2 separate regions of the Muntiacus reevesi genome follow, and region 1 is linked to region 2. Evidence: chromatin contacts called from public Hi-C data. All regions are on one chromosome and are shown on one strand. Each heading gives the region's core, a stretch centred on a gene start, on an enhancer-like site or on the middle of the called end of the contact. The rest is flanking DNA. Distances are from core to core; before and after follow the strand shown.

Region 1 (5,663 bases), core at 894-3,393, 580 kb after region 2:
AACTTCTCCAGCTACTTACCACACTTCATATTATGAAGAACCCATTCGTTAGTGTGCTTTTTTTTTTTTTTTTTGCCTCAAACCTGAGATAAAATAAACATAATAATCATTCAAAAAGATTGGGTCTAAGAATTAAAATCCATTTCCTAGAAACCTTTTATTGGAACTTCGCCCAAGTATCTGTTTTATTGACACCATCTTACCCAATGCGTTCCTCTCCAACCCAAAAGATACATAGTGACGAGTTCTAAAACACTGCAGACAGACGAGAGAAGAAGGAAATTTGAAGAGGAGCAAGGAAATGGGACGTCTGCTTTTGATAAGCAACGGGGACTCCCACTGGGGGAGGGGTGCCTCTCAGAGGGATGGCGGCCCTGAACTTCGCACCGTGTCCCCTGCCCTAAGCGCTGGAAAAACCACTTGTCAGCCTTCCAAGATGAGTTCCCACCCCCACTCCGACCTCCTCGTGGCAGGAGATGGCTCGTGAAGGCCGCGCGGGGAACTCCCGAGGAGGCTCCGTCGCCGAGTGCGATTGTGGGGTGGGGTCTGGGGGGATTTCTGTGAGGGGCCGACCCGCTGGGGAAAGTCGGATGTCCCAGTCGGCAGAAGAGGGATCTCGGCAGTCGTGTGCCGTTCTCCTCCCTCAGGGACCCCGTCCTGGCGGGACCCCGCCTCCCAGAGCCCTCCCGGTGATGGGGAAACCCCTGGCCCGCCTCGCAGCCTAGCGCCGCCGCCTCGCCCAGTCGGCTCCAGCCCGCCGCCCACCAGCCTTCAGGCCCGGCATCTTCTTCATAGGCCCGGCCCTCCCCGCGTCCGTCACGGAGAGGAAAACTATGGAGGCGGTTCCCGCCCGCAGGCGGGTGGAAAAGCCCACGGTGAATGCCTCGGGGTCTCCCCCATCGCTGCGGGAAAGGGAAAGGGAGGAGAAAATCAACCTCACTGCCCAGGAGAACTATCCGGATTCCCAACCTGGGGGAGGCCTTTAAGATGGAAGGGAAGCCGAGGGGAAACCCTAGGCACTTTTCGGGGAATCCACTAAGCCAAGGGAGGGTCATTCAGCCTCACACATTGGTTACTATGACAATACAGCTACAGCTTCCAGTTGCCTTGGCAGCTGCTTATCCAATCCGATTGGTTTCTTTTCTCTCCATCCCTGGGCTCCACCCTAACCCCTACAATAGTGTCCCTGCGTGCAGAGGGAGGGGCCCCAGAAAAGAGGAGGGGGTCCTTAGCGTCACTCTAGAGCGCGAGGGTGGACCAGAGACGAGGGACTGGGGGGCCGGAACTGTAAGAGGAAGAGGCGGCGTTTCCGGTCGGGAAGCGTGGAGGAGTGGAAAAAAGGAAGAGCGAAATCGGACGGAGTGGAAAGACGGGGGAAGACTTTGAGTGTAACTCCCGATTGATTTGGGCTCGATGTTCCCGGTGAGGCTGGGGTTGCCCCCTCGCGCGGGAGGAGAGAGGTGGGTTGGCCGGAAGCCACCAAGCGCCTCCAGTGGGCCACTCAGCAGCCGCACAAGCGCCGCACGGCTAACTGATCCCAAGAGGGAGCGCTACAGAGAGGCGGAAATCACCCGGAGGGACCGGCGCCGCTGAAATCTCGCGAGAGACCCCCCCCCGCACTTCCTTCCTCTGCTGTCCCTCTTTCCCCCGCCCCCATCCCTTCTCCCTTTCCCTCCCCCCTTCCCGGGTCGGAGTGTCCCTGCGCCCCAAGGGCCGGAGCAGCAGCGAGAGCAGCTTTCCCCGCTCCCTCCCCCCTCGCCTCACTCACCCCCACCCCCGCCGAGCGAGGAGGAGCCGGAGGAGAGGAAGATGGCGGCGGCCGCCAGCACCCGTGGTGCCGCGGGGCCGCTCCGAGGAGCCTGAGAGACGCGCAGAGGCTTCGCGGGAAGACGCGGCGGCGGAGGATGAGCCTGCAGAGCGCGCAGTATCTCCGGTGAGTGTGGAGGCCGGCCCTGTACGGAGCGGGGGAGCGGGCCGAAGGTTGGGGGCATGGAGCAACAGACACAGAGGTGGTACGTCCGGGGCGGCGGGGGAGTTGCTGTGTCCTCTCTTTTCCCGGCTGGGAGGCGGGGGCTGCGAGAGGCTCGGCGGGAGGGGGCGGAGCGGGCACACACTTGGGTGCCTACCCCCCTCCGCGGGCCGGGCTGAGTTCCCGCGGAGCTGGCTGGTCTCGGTGCGGGGAGGGAGGTTAGGGAAGCGTGAGAATGTGTGTGTGTGCGCGCGCCCGGGGTCGCGGGCTCGCTGGCGAGTCGGGGCGGGGAGGCGCCCGGGGAGGCGGCGGCGACCCCGAATGGAGGTGGGTGTGGAGGAGTCTGATGTGTGGAGCAGTCTGATGCCGGTGGCGGGGAGACGTGGTGTGGTTGTGGAATTGACTTGAGCGATGCCTGGGGAAAAGGCCAGGTGGAAGTCTGCACACCTGGGGTGTGTGGGGAGGCCGGGGAGGGAGGCCTAAGGAGGGGGAGGCCGCCGGAAACTGGAGTTTGTTCATCGTTCTGGGGTTGGAAGTACTGAGAAACAATGTCATCTGTAGTTAGTTGGTGGGGTGGGGGTAGGGGGCATAAAGAAGGGAATGGATGAGGAAGTGAGGAAACAGAGAGGTAGTACGGCCGGGGTTGGATTCCCCAGAAGAAACTGGGTTAGGATCCGTCGGAAGATACCATTCGGAGAGTCGTGTAGATACATTAAGAGTGGTGTAAAGAACTTGTATGTCGAGGTAGAGTGACGCATGGGTGCAGAGTGAGAGAGTGTGATGTTTATCAGGGGAGGGTTAAGGGGGAGATTAATACACAGTGGAGAAGGAAGATGCAGACTGGAACCAAGTAAATGGTGTCGAGAGCGTATTGCACCAGCTATTGTGCAGCTTGGAAGGTTCCATGGAAGCAGAATAAGAACTTGAAGGTAGAGATAAATGGGGGTCAAGATCCTGATGGCACAGGAAAAGAAGATTGTTAAGAGCCTAGAACTTAGTGGGGAGTTGCCACTGCGTAGAAAAGGGGAAGGACAACCCTGAAACAGGTCATTTTGTCTTTTAGTAGCAGAACTAAGAATTGCAAGCTTATGGTAAAATGATTTTAAAAGTGGTTTCATACCTCGTGGAGGAGGGAATTGGATGGGGTAGTAGTCTGAAATGAGCAGAAAAGTCATTTTAGCCATTTAGTGAAGTGAAAGTATTGGTGTGTGAGTGGATCCCTGCAAGAAAGGTTTATAGTTAAGTGCTACATGAGGGTAGCTATTCTACTTTTGAAGGTAGTAATCGTTTTATTAAGCAGTGTGTGTAGAGGAGAGAAGGATGAGATCTTTCAAGTATGGTGGAATGCCTGAGTTTAACTGACAGCATGTATGCCCAATGACTGCGTGGTAGGTAGGTGGAATCATTGGGATATTTCAAGGTGCTTTTTCTCTTTTATTATCCCTTTGTTGTTTAACATATCAGATAAGCTTAATAAATACAACTACAGTGAAGGTGTATGATAGATGCTGTAGAGGAGAGATATGGAAACTGTCAGGACAGTCCTTAGTTTTAAGGAATTTGCAAGTTAGTATATAATAGGCAAGTAAACTATGGTAAGGATCATAGAAGATACCAAGTGTATGAGTCCAAAGGCAGATTACAGGAGCAGTTGGGGTGAATCAGGAAAAGCTTCCTTTATTTCCTCATTCATACACATGATTCATCAGTCATTTTGGTGATCACCTATATGGGAGGCATTGTACTAACTACTAAGGCTATGAAGGTAAGACTCCACCCTCTTCTTAAAGAGTTTGCAGTTTGCTAGGCTTCAAGGAGAAAACAGCACTTAAATTGGACCTTAAGGATAAACAGTATTCTGAGAAGTGTGGATTGTGAAGGAGGAATCCATATGAAGGAAACTGAGCAGAGATACATAGAAAGGAGGACTGGGCTGTGGGGGAAGTATTCAGTCTAGTTAAACATAAGTATAAGGTGATGCAGCTGGAAAAACTTAACAGTTTCATAGATTAAGTTTGACCCCTTCTTTTTACAGATGAAGAGAGCGTAACCCCCAAAAGTTATAATTATTGAGGATCATACAGTTGGTTTGTGGAAGCAAAAACTCAAATATAGGTCTTCTGACTCTAGACCAGCTATGCTGTGTGTAGCATGTCTCAATTCACCCATTCTTCCCACGAATATGTCTTGAGAGATTGCTGTATTCTAGGCACTGAGGATTCAGTGGTAGACGATTAACAGTGAACATGGGAAAGTATTTTCTGATGGAAGGTTGCAACAAATAAACATAGGAACAGATAAATATGTTTACCAGGTGGTGATAAGTACTAGCAAGAAAAATAAAGTAAGACAGGGATGTGCTGTTTTATATAGATAGGGTGATCAGGGAAAGTCTATTTGATTAGGTGCCCATAGAGAAAAATCTTGAATACTTTGACCTATAGTGTATCGTTAAAATGAGTGGACAATGGGGAATCTGAGACCGTTTGTTTAGAATGGAAATCACATGTTCATAGCTTTGTATTAGAAAGGTGCATCTGTGTGGTGGGCTTAGTTAAGGACCAGAAATAAGGTGGTGTCAGTGATACTAGAAAGGTATGATGAAAAGCAGATCAGGAGAGTGGTGGTATTTTTTTTTTAAATGATGATGACTGATGTTTGAAAAGCCCAGTTTTTTAAAATATTTATTTATTTGGCTGCACTTGGTCTTTGTTGCGATTTTGTTCCCTGACCAGAGATCTAACCCAGGCTCTCTGCAATGGGAGCTTGGAGTCTTAGCCGCTGGACCACCAAGGAAGTTCTTTGATGGTATTTTTAATGGGAAGATCAGTTGGCTTTGAGAGGCTTCTATGTTTATTGTGTTTTTAAAGTTAGCATGGTAAGGAAGACTTATCCTTGGGTTGTGGAATCAATAGTAGATACTTGGCAATGAATTTAGTTTTTTAAAGAAGCGGGAAAAGAATAAGAGTGAACACATGTTTAAATAGCCTAAATTTCCCAGCTAAAGTTGAACAGGCAAAATTGAATAGGTGTAGGACCTGGAACCACATAAAGATTCCTGAAAGCCAACCTTTTCTCAGCCTTGCTTATCTGTCTTAAGTAAATAAAAGCAAATCTTAGGGCCAATAGTCGACAGAGATGGGAAGAGGTGATAAGACTTGCACCAGCCAGAATTTCTCTCTTTCTCTTCTTTAGATACTCGATCCTTTTGAAGTGTGCTGTGTAACTAGTGGTTACCAGTGGGGACAGAGTGGGATGCAGTATAGGGGTGGAAGAGTGGGAGGTATGAACTATTGGGTGTAAGAGAGACTCAAGGATGTACTGTACAACACGGGGAATATAGCCAGTATTTTGTAATTACTGTAAATGGGCAGTAACCCTTAAACATTGTATTAAAAATTAAAATCTGCTGTGAGAGTCTAGAGAATGTTTTCAGGGAAGCATTATATTCACTTTCTTTCCTTTGATGAATATGGAACCATTGGTTTTTATAGACAACTTGGGGAGGATGCTGAGTGAGTGTGGTTGTGGGTATAGCAGTTATTCTTTGTGACTTTCATTTTAGCAGCAGTGTTGTTGTCTACCTTTGTCAGTGGTGTAAGACCATGACTGGGCAGTCTTTAGACTGTACAGCTACAGATCTTCCTCATGTAGATGAAAATTAGTTTTGTCTCAGCTGAGTTAATTCGTCAGT
Region 2 (5,116 bases), core at 169-2,668:
AGGAAGCTCCCGTGGCTGTTGCTCGGTTACACCCTGAAAGGGATAAAGAAACAAAACATTAAGGTGTTTTCCTGAATGGTTTTGTTTTTAGTTGAAGACAGCAAACCCATGAGGAACATAAGATTGAATAAATGCTGTGTTATTCTAATCATAGGAGAAATACAGTTTTAAAGCGGTTAATCACAGTGAGCTAGAAGAGTTAAGAAAAAACTTAGTCAAAGAGGTGAAAAATAAGGATGGTAGGAATGATGGGGTCAGATAATTGATTAGTCTGGATTCTCTGGAACAATCCCAACTTTAAATATTTTGTACTACTGACTCTATGGGAAGCACTAGAGTTCAAAAATTTAAGTGACTACTACAGTAGTTAAGAATACAAAGTATTCCAAAGACTGAAGACAAAAAGATATCCAATTTGAGCAAAAACCACCTTACAGTTTTTAATCTATTCATTTTAGTGAGTATGTGATACGTACCGCAGTGGTAGCAGGGAGAAACCAGTTTGGAACTCCACTTTGGAACTATTTGACTTGCTTTTAGTTGCTTTCGTTATTATAATCATACATAATGGCCTGCCTCAGAGAATCCTGCCCCTCTGCCTGTTAAAGTGTCTTTGTTCAGAACCCTGTCCAGCTGTAGATGGCAGGAAGGAAGAAATTAACACATCCCTGTCTGAGGCTTCTCTTTCTAGGAGATAGTTGCAAGATTAATGGCCTTTCTCCTTTGTTTCTTCACCTCCCCCAATCGTGAGTCATTTGACATACAGGAGACATTCCTGTTAAGAGTATTTGAATCACTACAGCTGTATCTGTTGAACACCTATTGTGTGTCAGAAACACACAATAAGCCCACTTCACATGGAGTCTCATTTAACTATCCTAACAAGCCTCTGAGGTCTTCCCTGGTAGCTCACCAGGCAAAGAACTCACCTGGCAATGCAGGAGACACCGGTTCCATCCCTGGGTCGGGAGAAGGAAATGCAACCCACTCCAGTATTCTGGCCTGGGAAATCCCATGGACAGAGGAGCTTGGCGGGCTACCGTCCAAGGCATCGCAGAGTCGGACACGACTTAGGAACTATAACAAAAACCCTATAAACTTACCACCTAACATTTCGGTTCTGTCTTGGAAGGGCACCTCACCTACCACAGGTCCCTATGACAAAAGCTGCAAGACATTTTAATGCATTAAAATGCTACCGGCCCCCCCAAGTTCCCCCAAACGATCAAACAGGAGGTGGCTCTGCTACAGAAGGAAGCCAGGCTAGGACTGCGGGCGCCATTGGCGGACCCATCTCCCAGGCGACCAGAAGCTAACGGCCGCTACGTACCCGCAGCCCCGCCCCTCCCTCGCGGCGCCCTGGGCCGCCCCCGCCCCCAGCTCGCTTTCTGCGCAGGCGCAGAGCGCTGGCCCCGCCCCCTGGCGCCGCGATCGCAGCCATTTCGCAGCCGCTTTCTTGCAAGTTGCGGTTCGCTCGCCCGGTTTCCGTCGCTAAAGGCCGGTGCTACGGACGGTCCTAAGAGGGCTGTGCTCTCGGGCACCAGGAAAGCGGACGAGGGTAAGGGGAAGACGGCCTTGTGGTTCTCGTTGGGCCGGCGTGAGCCCCGCGGCTCTGCAGCCGGGCTTTGTTCGCCTGCGCGGGCGGTGGCGGGTTGGGGTGGGGGTGGGGAGCCGCCCCGCCGGGTTCCCGGATTGCGGGCTGCGCGCTGCCCGCCGCGCTGCGCTTGCGCTGCAGGTGGGGTCGCGGGGGGCGGGGGCCGCGTTGTTGCCCTAGTTGTTCTCGCAGCCGTTCTCGGCCCGGTCTGCGGAACAGCTAGGCCGCACTTCCTCCTTCGGCCTAGCGCGGCGGCGCGGCTCTCGCCGCAGAGGAAAAGGCGGGGGTGGGTGGGGGCGTTGAGTCGTCCTGTGGGGTTGAGCCCGCCGAGGCGCCACGCTCGCGTTAGGGCCCTTCGGTCGTTGAAGCCGCACAGAGCGGGCTGTTGTCTCGGGGGCACTGTCCTGCGGCCGCTGTAGATAGAGTAAAGGGGTGAGGCAGAGTCCCGGCCCTTCCTTTCCAGAGGTTGTGGCGGGAGGAGGGCGGGGGGAGGCAGTCGGAAAACCGGCGTCTGCAGGTTTCCGTAAAGAGATCGCGAGGAATTAGTGTCAAGGGAGAGAGCCGCTTGAGATCGGGTGGCGAGGGCAGGCGTCCGGGAGGAGGTAGACCTTTGAACTGTCGGCCGCGGGGCGGAGGATGCGTCAGCGACGGAGGAGCGGGCAGGACCGCAGAGGCCGAAGGAGGTAGTGTTAACGGGCAGGCGTTGGAAACTGAAAGAAGGCCATGTGACTGGAGTGTAGTGAGAATTTAAGAGAAGCAAGGATTCGGGGGTGGCTAGAGTGCAGGAAGTGGGAATCGTTGAGGACGTCATTCCCGGACTCCGGGTGTGCGGAGTGGTAGCAGGGAGATGGGACAACTGCCTTGGAGGCCGAAGTGGGCAGTAGATGAGCAGTGGATCCGGACTACCTGGCTGGAAATTCTGGGTCCCCCAGGTAGGAGCTCTGTCTCTTGGGGCAGGTTATTCTTGACTTAGTTTACTCAGCTGTAAAAAGGGAATAATAATAATGCTTTTCTGCACAGTGTTAAGGTTAAGTAAAATAGTTCACACAGGTACTCCTTTAAGGATACCGACTGGCACATAACGGGGGATAGCTCTAGAGGATCTTCAGGGACTGGGTAGATCCTAGTTACCGTGAGTAACTTGTTGGATGGTGGTGCCATTTGGGGAGATGGGAAAACTGGGTTTGGGGGGAAGAACAGATTTGGGGAAGAAATTTAAAGTTTTGTTTTGACTGAGTATGCCAAGGTAGCATCCAAATGGGTCTGTTAGATGAACTTGGTTTTGGAGGTTAAAAAGACTGTAAAGTTGTAGTATATATTTGGTTATCATTAGGATATAGTTGGTGTTTAATATTATGGAGCTAGATGAGACTGCCGAGGGAAGAAGGAATTTGATAGTGTAGTCCTTCATATTTCATGTTACTTGTTCACCTTGAGGGCTTGTTTCTTAAGTTAATTATTCATGATTGGAATTTGTAGATAGATATCCTTAGTTTTCCACAGCTTTTCGTTAATAGTGTGTCTCCAGGGTTAACTTAGTTGGCAGACAAAGGTCCGCATCATCAAGGCTTGGTTTTTCCAATGGTCAATTGATGACGTGAGAGTTGGATCCTAAAGAAGGGTGTGGGTGTTCGTGGTGTGTGAGTGTGTGTCAGTCATGTCCAACTCTTTGTGACCCAGTTGACTGTAGCCCACCAGGCTCCTCTGTCCATGGAACTCTCCAGGCAAGAACCCTAGAGAGGATTGCCATATCCTTCCTCAGGGAATCTTGCCCACCCAGGGCTTAAACCCTGGTCTCCTGCATTACAGGCAGCTTCTTTACTGTCAGAGCCCCAAGGAATTGATGCTTTCAGATTGTGGTGCTGGAGAAGACTCTTGAGAGTCCCTAGGAGTGCAAGGAGATCAAACTGCATCCTAAAGGAAATCAAGTATGAATATTTATTGGAAGGGCTGAAGTTGAAGCTCCAGTACTTTGGCCATCTGATGCTAAGAACTGACTCATTGGAAAAGACCTGGATGCTGGAAAAGATTAAAGGCAAAAGGAGAAGGGGGCTGCAGAGGATGAGGTGGTTGGATGGTATCACCGACTCAATGGATTTGAGTTTGAGCAAATTCCAGGAGATAGTGGAGGACTGTCTGCCTGGTGTGCTGCAGTCCATTGGGTCAAAAAGAGTCCGACATGACTTAGCAACTGAACAACAACAGGGTGACTGTGACTACAAATTAAACTTTATACCAGGTCCAGTTTGATGACACAAGACTTAGGTGCTAACAAAATACACTGAACATTATCAGAAGACAGACTTAATGCTTGAAGTGGGATTTCTTCTCACATCACAGCAAAAATTGAATTCGTAGTATATTTTCTCTGGTTCTAAATTTAGTCTCAGATACTTAGCTAGTAATTTAAATTCAGATTTTAGACTTGGGCTAAATATCTTTTGCTATCTTATAGGGGGAGTAGAGGGAGAATGCTAACAAGTGCAATATGTTGTACTTCAAGAAGATGTAATATTGTCAAATTTTAATGAATATCAAGGCCTAAAGATTTGGTATAAAATATTTAGGTTCATTAATTATTTTTAGTTTAAGTACTGATTAATTTATGTGTTTGGACTTACTAACAATATATTGCCTACAACTTTGAGGACAGTCTACTAGGAGACAATGCAAATGAGAGTAAAGTATTGAATTTATATGCAAAATAATTGATAACCATTTCTTAATGTAGTAGTTTGGGTTTGAACTTAGGCTTCCACAGTGGATAACTTGGAAGTTACTCTCTATGCCAAAGTTTCTTCCCCTGTAAATGATGATGTAGTAGGATCTATCATGTATATCTCCCATTGTTGTGAGAATTAGATAAAACACATAAAGTGCCCCTTGTAAAAAGGAGATTACATAAAATGTCTTTTAAAGAAGAGGTAAAAATCACATGTAGTTACCTAAAGATAACCATTTGTTTGGGGGATAGTTCTTTTCCAGTCTTGATTTATTTATGCATACTTTTGTGTAGTACAAATTATACTTAGTATTCTGCTTTTTTTTTTTCTTTTAACAAAATGTGGTAGACTTTCCAATTTCATCATTAAAATTTCTTAATAATCTATGTTAATAGCAGCATGATAGAATATCCTGTGCTTAACATAGATTTTCAGTAAATTTCAGCCATTGGGTATTTCCAGATTGGTAATTTCCACCGTTTACTCTTATAAATAATGCTGTTTCTAACTAACTTGTTTCTTAGGTCTGAAGAAGACACTTGAATCATGGGTGATGTTAAAAATTTTCTGTATGCCTGGTGTGGCAAAAGGAAGATGACCCCAGCATATGAAATCAGAGCAGTGGGGAACAAAAACAGACAGAAATTCATGTGCGAGGTATTAAAAAAAATACAGTTTGCATTTATGTGACTTTGAGGCTTATTTTATTATTAAAAGAATAATGTTTTCTGTTTGGAAATGTTAATGTGTTGTACATTGGGATAGGTCCTTTATTGTGACTTGCCTGCTATTTCTGTCT

Evidence for each region. Hi-C and Micro-C count contacts between places; a contact is called where the count stands out from the background.
Region 1: a Hi-C map of muscle shows a contact between it and region 2, with 6 times the contacts expected there. The contact joins the promoter of NMNAT2 here to the promoter of DHX9 in region 2. A contact is called at or near these places in 2 of 3 Hi-C or Micro-C datasets (blood and muscle).

Annotation. Positions count from the first base shown.
Region 1 is chr5:109,792,591-109,798,253 of mMunRee1.1, forward strand. It overlaps NMNAT2 (nicotinamide nucleotide adenylyltransferase 2), which reads right to left and starts at 2,144. Exons shown (of 15, transcript XM_065936184.1): 1 at 1,769-2,144. It overlaps SMG7 (SMG7 nonsense mediated mRNA decay factor), which reads left to right and starts at 1,756. Exons shown (of 23, transcript XM_065936182.1): 1 at 1,756-1,933.
Region 2 is chr5:109,217,884-109,222,999 of mMunRee1.1, forward strand. It overlaps DHX9 (DExH-box helicase 9), which reads left to right and starts at 1,419. Exons shown (of 28, transcript XM_065936171.1): 1 at 1,419-1,558; 2 at 4,842-4,974. The coding sequence starts at 4,864.